Linked DNA regions of Mus musculus: region 1 is linked to region 2. Evidence: chromatin contacts called from public promoter capture Hi-C data. All regions are on one chromosome and are shown on one strand. The core of a region is the stretch at or near the end of the contact, and the rest is flanking DNA. Distances in the headings are between cores, read along the strand shown. Region 1 holds the start of Eloa (elongin A). Region 2 holds the start of Hmgcl (3-hydroxy-3-methylglutaryl-Coenzyme A lyase).

Region 1 (4,778 bases), core at 840-3,339, 75 kb after region 2:
AAAATTGTTTCCAATCCAGTGATAGGAGCAAAAGCTAAGTCATCTCCCAGTAAGGTCTCTAACAAGTGAGCCTAGAGGCTAGATGAAGGCAGAGTGAATACATAGTTAATTTACACTTAAAACACCAAAATCCAATAGCAGGAATCCCAAAAACACAGGTGTGGAATCAGCCTTTTGGCTAATAATGGTCTGGAAGCAAGATTTGGTTGCAAATTCAATACTGCTCTATAATCATCTTGCCACTTCACAAACCTGTGAGAGCTTGCTATGTTAAAAGGAGGTTGGAAAGCCAGCGTGCAGGCTTGCAATTTTCTCTTTGCAGTCAGCGTGTTTCTGAATATCAACGTTTCAGGTCCTTTGCACAGGGGTCTCTCAACAGTTTCCTCACCTCTCTCTTCACAACACATTCAGTTCTCCCTCCCCAGTGGGTACAGAAGCCAAGAGCTCACATAGCTGCTACTGAAATACATCCCCAGCCCCAAGGTAATTTTCTCTCTGGGAAATGAAAAGCCAAATTAGGGCTGTCAGAGGTAGAGGCCTTGCCTACTAGTGTTAGCATATGAGTCCCTGCCAATAACACCAAACACAACAACAACAAAAACCACCAAACACCCTTTTAAATAATTATTAGGAGTTTAAGAAAATTTACTTAACCTTTTTCTAACTTGACATTTCATGCACAAATAGACCATTCCAAAATTTAAATTCTAATGGGGGAAAAAAACCCTACAGATATTATATTACATGGAGGATTTTTATTTTTTTTAACCTGATGGCAGAAACAACAAAATGAGGGTGGTTACTTTAAGGTCAGTCACAAATCTTATAGTGTTCAGAAAGACAATCTGGGACTTGGAAATAATGACCATTTATTAGATGCCCACAAAGGGTTATTGTAAAAAGAACTTGTAAATATGTCTGACCAAAGGTCCCCAAGGCCTCCAAAGAAAGTAAAACACAAGACAATTGAAACATTTACGTTTTCGCTGACTTATAACAACAGCTTCTGAAGAAGTGTATCTCTGAGCTAAAGGAGGGTAGTTAAAAAGTGGCCCGGAGGTTGAGAGGTAGTGACCCAACTAGGAACAAGAAGAGTGAATGGGGTCCCTGACTGGAAATTCTGATGGTGATTAACACTTATAAAGAGCACTTGGGTCTAGCTGGTATTTCAGGAAGAAACTAGAGAAGGGACAGGTCGAGCAGAGAACTCCTCCAAAGTCCCGAGCTGGTGCTGGCTAGGAACCTAGATTGCATGTGTAAGTCCGCTCGCTGTCTCCCTCCACCACTTCCTCTTCCACTCAGCTCGCTGGACACTTCACCTTTTAGGAACCTCAGGCCCAGGCTAGAATGCTGACAAGCCATGTCACACCCTTTGGTGTTTTCGGCTAGAGACTACAGTGAAAACGATTCTAATTCCCACCATACCCTCTTCGTAGAGCTCAGAGAAGCCTAGACACCCGGGGGACCGCGAGGGGATACAATGTATTTAAAAAGTAACAGTTTCTAAAAAGGAGCAACAAAGTAGTTAAGTGCAATTAAACATGGTTGCTCATCACAGCCTGGTCCCACCTTCCAGTATGTCAGAGCGGAGTTAACACGCTCACGCCCTCATCCAGGACCCGAGCTCCAGGAGCAGAGCTCGAAAAACCCCAAGGCGTTCCCCGTTTTCTCGGCTAAAGGGCAGGGTACAGCACAGGGGTCCTCGAGCCGCAGGACCCCCAAGCAGCGGACGGAGTCGCTCGGCTGCAACGGGGAAACAGCTGGCGCGGCTGCCCGAACCCCGGGGAGAGCCGCAAGGCCCGGCCGCCCCTCCAGTCCTCAGCCCCCAGCCGGGGTGCGCCCGCCGGCCGCGAACTCCCCACTGCCCCGCGCCGCTCCGTGGGGCCTGGCTCCGGGTCGGAGGAGAACCCCACTGCGCCCTGCCCGCGACCGTTACAGGGCCCGCGCCGCGCCCAACGCCCGCCCGCGCCGCCCGCCCGCCCGCCGCTCACCTTCTTGGGGTCCGGGTTCGCAGCCAGGCGCGCCTGGAGCTTCTCCACAACTTGGAGCGCCGACTCCGCCGCCATCGCTGTCACTGGCGCGGCCTCCTCGCCGGAACTGGGCTCGCGTCGCGTCCTCGGGCCGCAACTCCGCCCTCCGTGAGGGCCCGGCGGAGACGGAAGCGCGAATGGTCCCTTCCGGGCCTCCGCTGGGGGTGTGTGTATGTGTGGAAGGCCTCAGGACCCGCCCCCGCGCCAGACCACGCCCACTATATCACGGCGATCTGTCGAATACAGCACAGGTCACGCCCCCGACACGCCCAACCCAGAGCCACGCAACCAGCCACGCCCCCAAGCCTGTATTCTGCAAGCCAAACTCTGGCTTTAACTCTCACGCACCGCCTTTCCAGTCATACGCTCGTTTTCGCCTAAGGGTGGGTGGAGTCAGTGATCAGGGTCCGACGCGGCTCCAGGGACCCTTGGAGTGGAAGGAAAGAACTGACTCAGGTAAATTATCTGACTTCCACCTGCAAGCTGTGACACACCCTCGCAATAAAAGAAATCGTGTAATTTTAAAGTAACTTAACGGTATTGTAATTTTGGGAAAGCAATCCAGGCTGTCTGGTTTCAAGGCAATTTGAAACACTAGAAATAAAAATAATAACACATTATTAACCACCTTGTCTGCAAAATCAGAGAGCAGCCCCTTTTATTAGACTGTTCATGTGACATTCTTTTCTTTTCTTTCTTTCTTTCCTTTCTTTCTTTCTCTCTTTCTTTTTATTTCTTTTCTCAAAAAGGATTTCTATGTGTAGCCTTGGAGGTCCTGGAACTCACTCTGTAGACGAAGCTAGCCTTAAACTCACAGAGATCCACCTGCCTCTACGTCCTAAGGGCCAGGATTAAAGTTGTATGCCACCACCACCTGGCTCCATTTAAAAATAAATTAAATCATAATGAATAAAAAGTCATAATATATTAAAAACCAAACTGAACTACATGAGATTCTGTCAGAAAAGAGCCGCTGGGCGTGGTGGTGCACGCCTTTAATCCCAGCACTCGGGAGGTAGAGGCAGGAGGATTTCTGAGTTCAAGGCCAGCCTGGTCTACAAAGTGAATTCCAGGACAGCCAGGGCTATACAGAGAAACCCTGTCTCGAAAAACCAAAAAAGAAAAAAAGAAAAGAAAAGAGCCAGGCAGTGGTGATGCATGCCTTTAATCCCAGCACTTGGGAGGCAGAGGCAGGTGGATTTCTGAGTTCAAGGCCAGCCTGGTCTACAGAGGGAGTTCCAGGACAACCAGAGTTACACAGAGAAACCCTGTCTCAAAAAACCTGTATATCCCTGGCTGTCCTGGAACTCACTTTGTAGACCAGGCTGGCCTTGAACTCAGAAATCCACCTGCCTCTGCCTCCCAAGTGCTGGGATTAAAGGTGAATGCCAAAAATAAATCTTTTAAATAAGAAAGAATAAATGTTGAGGCATTGTCTCAGTAGGTAGCCTTGGCTACCCTGGAACTAGTTATATAGCCTGAGCTATATAGCCTTGGCCTGCCTCCAATTCACAACAATCCACCTGCCTCCGCCTCCGCCTCCGCCTCCGCCTCCGCCTCCGCCTCCGCCTCCGCCTCGGAGTGCTTGGATTAAACCAATTGACATCCAGGCCAAAAACCATCCCCCTAAAAATAAAACTTTATAAACATAGAGTCCAGAGAGATGGCTCAGTGGCTAAAGAGCTTACCAGATAATTGGCTGATGGCTGAATTTTATCCTTGGGACCATCCTAAAGGTGGGAGGAGAGAATTGGCTATCCTCTGACCTCTGCACACTCATCCTGGCATTCTGGCACATATGAATCTCTCTCTCTCTCTCTCTCTCTCTCTCTCTCTCTCTCTCTCTCACACACACACACACACACACACACACACACATTAAATGGAATATAAGAAAAGAAGGGAAACAAGAAAGGAATGAAGAAAGAAAGGAGACAAGTGCTGTCGTGGTGGTGCACGCCTGTAATCCCAACACTCGGGAGGCAGAGGCAGGCAGATTTCTGAGTTCGAGGCCAGCCTGGTCTACAGAGTGAATTCCAGGACAGCCAGGGCTATACAGAGAAACCCTGTGTCGGAAAGAAAGAAAGGAAGAAAGAAAGAAAGGAAGGAAGGAAGGAAGAAAGAAAGAAAGAAAGAAAGAAAGAAAGAAAGAAAGAAAGAAAGAGAGAGAGGAAGGAAGAAGACAAACTGTCTAGTTAAGAAGGAATACTGAATTCTCTTCTCCTGGAAAACAGCATACAAAGTCCTCCAGTTGAACATGTTTGTTTTGCTTAACTGTGGCCACAGTTCTCCTCACAGGTTCAGGTTTCTAAACTGACTACATCTCTCAGTGTTTCACGAGTGGATATATACTTAGGGATTACACCTTCCCCCACACCTCAAAGCTACTCTGAAGCTGTGGTGCACCAGCATTTAATCCCAGCATTCAGAAGGTAGAGTCAGGCAGATCTCTGAGTTTGAGATCAGTCTAGTCAACATAAGGAGTTCCAGGACAGCCAGGACTACATAAAAAGACCCTGTCTCAAATAGATGGATAGATAGATAGATAGATAGATAGATAGATAGATAGATAGATAGATAGATAGACAGACAGACAGATAGAAGCTTTGGCTCACTGATACAATGTTTGCTTAGCTTGTAGGAAGTCCTGACTGCCATCTCCTTTCCTTACACAAAGAATAACAAAATAACTGAGTACTTTCAAATGTCCTGCATTTATATACATTGTATCCAGTAGTAGCCTGCAAG
Region 2 (5,085 bases), core at 865-3,364:
TCTGTAATGGGATCTGATGCCTTCTTCTGGTGTCTCTGAATACAGCTACAGTGCACAATTAAAACAAGAGTCCCATGTAGCTCAGGCTGTCCTCAAATTTACCATGTAGCTGAGGCTAGCCTTGAACTCCTAATCTTCCTGCATTTAGCTCCTAAGTGCTGATATTGCATGCTTACACTCTGAGCAGGGGGCTTATAAAGGGGAAAGGCACAACTTTGGTACTTCTCATTGATGTAGCTGTGATGGCTGTTAGCAAGCATGACAGGATATGAACTTTTAGTAAGAATAAGGAGGCAGGTGGGTTTCTGAGTTTGAGGCCAGCCTGGTCTACAGAGTGAGTTCCAGGACAGCCAGGGCTATACAGAGAAACCCTGTCTGGGGAAAAAAAAAAAAAAAAAAAGGGAGCCAGGTGGTGGTGGCGCATACTTTTAACCCTAGCATTTGGGAGGCAGAGGCAGGTGGATCTCTGAGTTTGAAACCAGCCTGATCTACAGAGTGAATTCCAAGACAGCTAGAGATACATAGAGAAACCCTGTCTCGGAAAAACAAAAACAAAACAAAAACCAAAAAACAGGGCTGGTGAGATGGCTCAGCAAGTAAGAGTCTGAAGGTCCGGAGTTCAAATCCCAGCAACCACACAGTGACTCACAACCACCCGTAATGAGATCTGACGGCCTCTTCTGGGCAGGAGTGAGTGGGGTGGGCCGGAGAAAGCAGAGGTCCTAAATTCAATTCCCAACAACCACATGAAGGCTCACAACCATCTGTACAGCTACACTGTACTCATATACATAAAATAAGTAAATATTAAAAAAAAAACAAAGTAGAGGTGGAGACAGGTTTGTTTTTGCTTGATGGGAGCAGAAAGCCTTGTGGTTACAAAAGCAGGCCAGAGCAGGTTAGCAAAAATTCCTGTAAGTGCCTGAGGGTCAAGCTGACCTCAATGTCAGCCCAAGGTCAGGTCAGGATTTAGCAAAGATGTTTTTCTTGCTTCACTCTTATGGCCTCACAGGTGTTCTACATAGACTTACATGTAGGCAAAACAGCCATGCACATGAAGTAAATACACTAGTAATAATTTAAAACTTTGGTGGCCATCGTGGCACATATCTTTAACTCCAGCACTTAGTAGGCAGAAGTAGAGGCAGGCAGATCTCTGAGTTTAGGTCAGCCTGGTCTACATGGAGTATATGAGTACACTATAGCTGTACATATGGTTGTGAGCCTTCATGTGGTTGTTGGAAATTTAATTTTAGGACATCTGCTCGCTCTAGTCGGCCACCACTCACTCAGGCCCAAAGATTTATTTAATAAGTACATGGTCGCTGTCTTCAGACATACCAGAAGAGGGCCAGATCTCACTACAGGTGGTTGTGAGCCACCATTTGAACTCGGGACCTTCGGGAAAGCAGTCAGTGCTCTTACCCGCTGAGCCATCTCACCAGCTCCACAGTGAACCTTTATATTCTACTTTGTGACCTTAACCTTTGGGGCGGGATCTGCGCCATTCTGCATGATGCACACGCATGTTTAGTCATTTGAAGACTTCCCCACTGAGGCTGAGGACGGGAAGACAAGAAGGAAGTAAGACAGTGTATACACAGGGACACAATGATTTCCTAATGGCTAGCTTCAGGGTTTCACAAGTCACCCGAGCACCAGTAGTAGCCCCTAGAAGCCCACAGTTATAGCAGTCCTTCGCTAACCTAGGCCTTCTTGCCTTCCCTGTTCCTTTAAGACTAAAGGAGCCATCGGCTTGGCCCACCAGCTTCCCAGTCATCTTCAACCCCAACACGCCCTGGGAACACAACGCCTTTCAGAAGGCAGATAAATGGCCCTGGATTGGAACCGGGCGTGATTTAAGACGTGGGGGAAGCAGGTGGAGGTGAAAAAAATCTCGGGATCTACACATGGGCTGTCAAATGTCATGGCTCTTCATGGGACACGTGTTCAGAAAATCATGGAGTGGGCATGATTGGAGGGTAGAGCTACTTAGAGGGGAGTAGGAAAAGAAAACAGACAGGCTGAGGGGAGGAACCAAACTGGGAGCCTCACAAGAGGAGCGATGCACCGCCTCCGGCCCTAACCACGCCCACAGAGGGATCGGCGGTCACGTGGTGCCCAGTGGGTTGGCCTCCGGAGTGAAGATGGCGTCAGTGAGGAAGGCTTTCCCGCGGAGGCTGGTGGGCTTGACGTCCCTCCGGGCTGTAAGTGCTCCCCAGGCGGGTGACAGTCATGGGATCGGGCGGGCCTCCTCAGCTGCTGTGACAGGCGGAGGAGCGGGACCGCTCGAGGGACTGTTGCCGGGAGGATTTGAGAGTTCCGGACCCAGCCGGTCTGGCTCAGATCCATTGCAAGAAACGGGGAAACTGAGGCGGCGGGAAGAGAATCGACCCGCTGTGACTGTGGAGACCGGGGACACCATCCTGGGCGTCCTACCTCCCTTACGGTGACCCTGACTCCTTCCCCTATTTGAGCTTCGGATCTCTCCGGCCCTTCATTAGTGGAAAACAGTGTTCAGTGTGGGAAACACAAGCATCCCTGTCTGCCGCCTTACTCGGCCCTTGTTGCTTTTATGGACGCCTGGGGAGAACTTGGATCGCGTGGGCCGGACAGGGATTCCCTCAGAACTGTCCTTTGGGCATGTTTGGTCCTGGCATTCTGACCACGCGCAGTTATTTGAAGGAAGGGGGGGGGGGCAAAAAGAGCTGTGCTGGCTAAACCGCAAACTGGTGTCCGGGTGATCTGCCACTTTCTAGGCTGAGTGACAGAGGTGTGTACTCAGCTTGCTTATACGTAAAATGCAGAGTCTCAGGATGATTTAGTGAGTGACCAGTCAGTCGGTGGTGGTGCTTTGTGAGAGTTGGACTTAGGAGCGATCAGCGCCAGCGTCACTGCTACACCCTCAGCTCTGTGATGGCGCTGTTACGATTTTATGTTGGGGAGTTTAGGCATTGTATTAGCACTTGGAAAAACTACTTTCCTTGCAGCTCGTGGGTGCCTCTCAGAAAGCCCAGAAAGCCACTTCTGGCCGGGCATGGTGGCTCACGCCTTTAATCCCAGCACTCGGGAGGCAGAGGCAGGCGGATTTCTGAGTTCGAGGGGAGCCTGGTCTACAAAGCGAGTTCCAGGACAGCCAGGACTACACAGAGAAACCCTGTGTCGAAAGAAACAAAAACAAAAAAAAAACAAAAAAAAAAAAAAACAAAAACAAAAAAAATGGGAAAGAAAAAGAAAGCCACTTCTGCATCTTTAGTCTACCCACTTCCAATGATTGCTCAGGGATCAAATGAAAAGGCAAATATCAACGTGAAAAGTTAAGGAAATAAACCCGAGGGGGAGAGGGGGAGAGAATGAGAATTAAGTAACATGGTGGGTCATAATATCTATCTATCTATCTATCTATCTATCTAAGACAAAGTTTCTTTCTATATAACTTTGGTATTCACTACATAGACCAGGCTAGCTTCAAACTCAGAGCCTGCTATGACTCTGGGCTTACAGGCATGGACCACCATGCCCAGCTAGGGATAATTTTTACAAACTAGTGTGAGGAAATGATCCCTCATGAGTCTTATGGCACAAGATGGCACTTTTATTTCATTTGGTTTGGTTTGGTTGTTCCGTTTTTGGTTTGGTTTGGTTTTTAAAGGCAGGCTTACTCATCCTTGGCTGTCTGGACTCAATTAGTAGACCAGGCTGGCTTTGAACTCACAGAGATCTACTTGCCTCTGCCTCCCAAGTCCTGGGATTATTAAAGGGATTAAAGGCATGCACCACCAGGTGAGCTATCTGACTTGGGTCTGAGAACCCTACTCAGATCTTCTGTGGAGCCATCTCTTCGACCCTGGGCTTTTTAAAAATTTCTCACATATCTCAGGCTGACCTCAAGTTTGCTGTGTAGCAACTTGAAAGCAGCCATGAGCTTCTGATTCCCCCTGCTTCCATCTCCCAAGCGCTGGGCCTCAGGCCTCGGGCCGCGAGCCACCACACCTGGCTGGGTTGTTGTGTTTAGAGCTGTGTGCTGGAGGAAGTGGAACTAAGTTCACTGTGTTCCAGAAAAGGAAGTTGGAAGCAGGCTCTGCTTCAGTGTGTACTCACTGAGCCTCTGCTATGTCTCAGGGCCTTGGGAAGAGCAATGCACAGATCCAGTCCCTGACCTGTGACACTCGCGCCCCTCTGGGCGTTTTAGGTCTTTTTAGTCTGACAGTCTGTTGGAGGGAGACGTCGTTATATGGACCTTTCACTCAGCTTGACGACTTCTTGGGTTGTATTATTATTATTATTATTATTATTATTAATGTCATTATTAATTTTTAATTTTATGTGTATTGGTGTTTGCCTGCATGTCTGTCTGTCTGTGTGAGGGTGTTGGATCCTTGAGTTGGAATTCCAGACAACGGTGAGCTGCTATGTGGTTGCTGGAAATTGAACTCAGGTCCTCCGGCAGAGCAGCCAGTGCTCTTCACTGCTGAGCCACCTCTCCAGCGCCCTGCCGACTTCTTGTAATTCAGGTGCTTGTCAGAAACTGTTCCAGCTAAAACCCAAAGCCGCTTCAGGTGCGCTGACAAGCGAGCTCCAGTTGATTTCCTCAAGGTCTTCACGGGCTTGGAGAACTTTGGCATGCATGGCATCTTTCTCTTTGACCCATTGCAGTATGTTTACCTGGGTGTGGGGGAAGGGCTGGAGTGATGGCTCCCTGCTTTAAAATGATCGCTGCTCTTCCAGAGGACCTGGTCTTGACTCCTACAATCTACCTGGTGGCTCACAACCATCGGTGACTCCAGTCTTAAGGGATATGCTGTTTTCTTAAAAGGACAATGCACACATGTGTCATAAAATGCAGGCAGAATACCCATACACATAAATAATTAAGCAAGGTGTTTGTTTGTTTTTTGTTTTTCTGAGGCAGGGTTTCTCTGTGTAGTCCTGGCTGTCCTGGAACTCACTCTGTAGACCAGGTTGGCCTCGAACTCAAGAAATCCGCCTGCCTCTGCCTCCCAAGTGCTGGGATTAAAGGCGTGCACCACCACTGCCCGGTGCAAGTTTCTTTAGGATGTAGGGGAAGATCTGAGAGAGACTCAA

The links. Capture Hi-C pulls out chosen DNA fragments and counts their contacts.
Region 1: a promoter capture Hi-C map of liver shows a contact between it and region 2. The contact joins the promoter of Eloa here to the promoter of Hmgcl in region 2. A contact is called at or near these places in 2 of 39 promoter capture datasets (erythroid cells and macrophages), 3 of 484 Hi-C or Micro-C datasets (ECoMG-derived neutrophils, forebrain and uterus), 10 of 115 datasets of contacts at active chromatin or transcription factors (the 230-238 cell line, CD8 T cells, the HPC-7 cell line and 6 more) and 3 of 9 other capture datasets (adipose tissue, liver and pancreatic islet).

What each region holds. Positions count from the first base shown.
Region 1 is chr4:136,019,560-136,024,337 of GRCm38.p6, forward strand. Eloa (elongin A) reads right to left here and starts at 2,090. Exons shown (of 11, transcript NM_013736.4): 1 at 1,992-2,090. The coding sequence starts at 2,066.
Region 2 is chr4:135,944,334-135,949,418 of GRCm38.p6, forward strand. Hmgcl (3-hydroxy-3-methylglutaryl-Coenzyme A lyase) reads left to right here and starts at 2,115. Exons shown (of 9, transcript NM_008254.3): 1 at 2,115-2,207. The coding sequence starts at 2,148.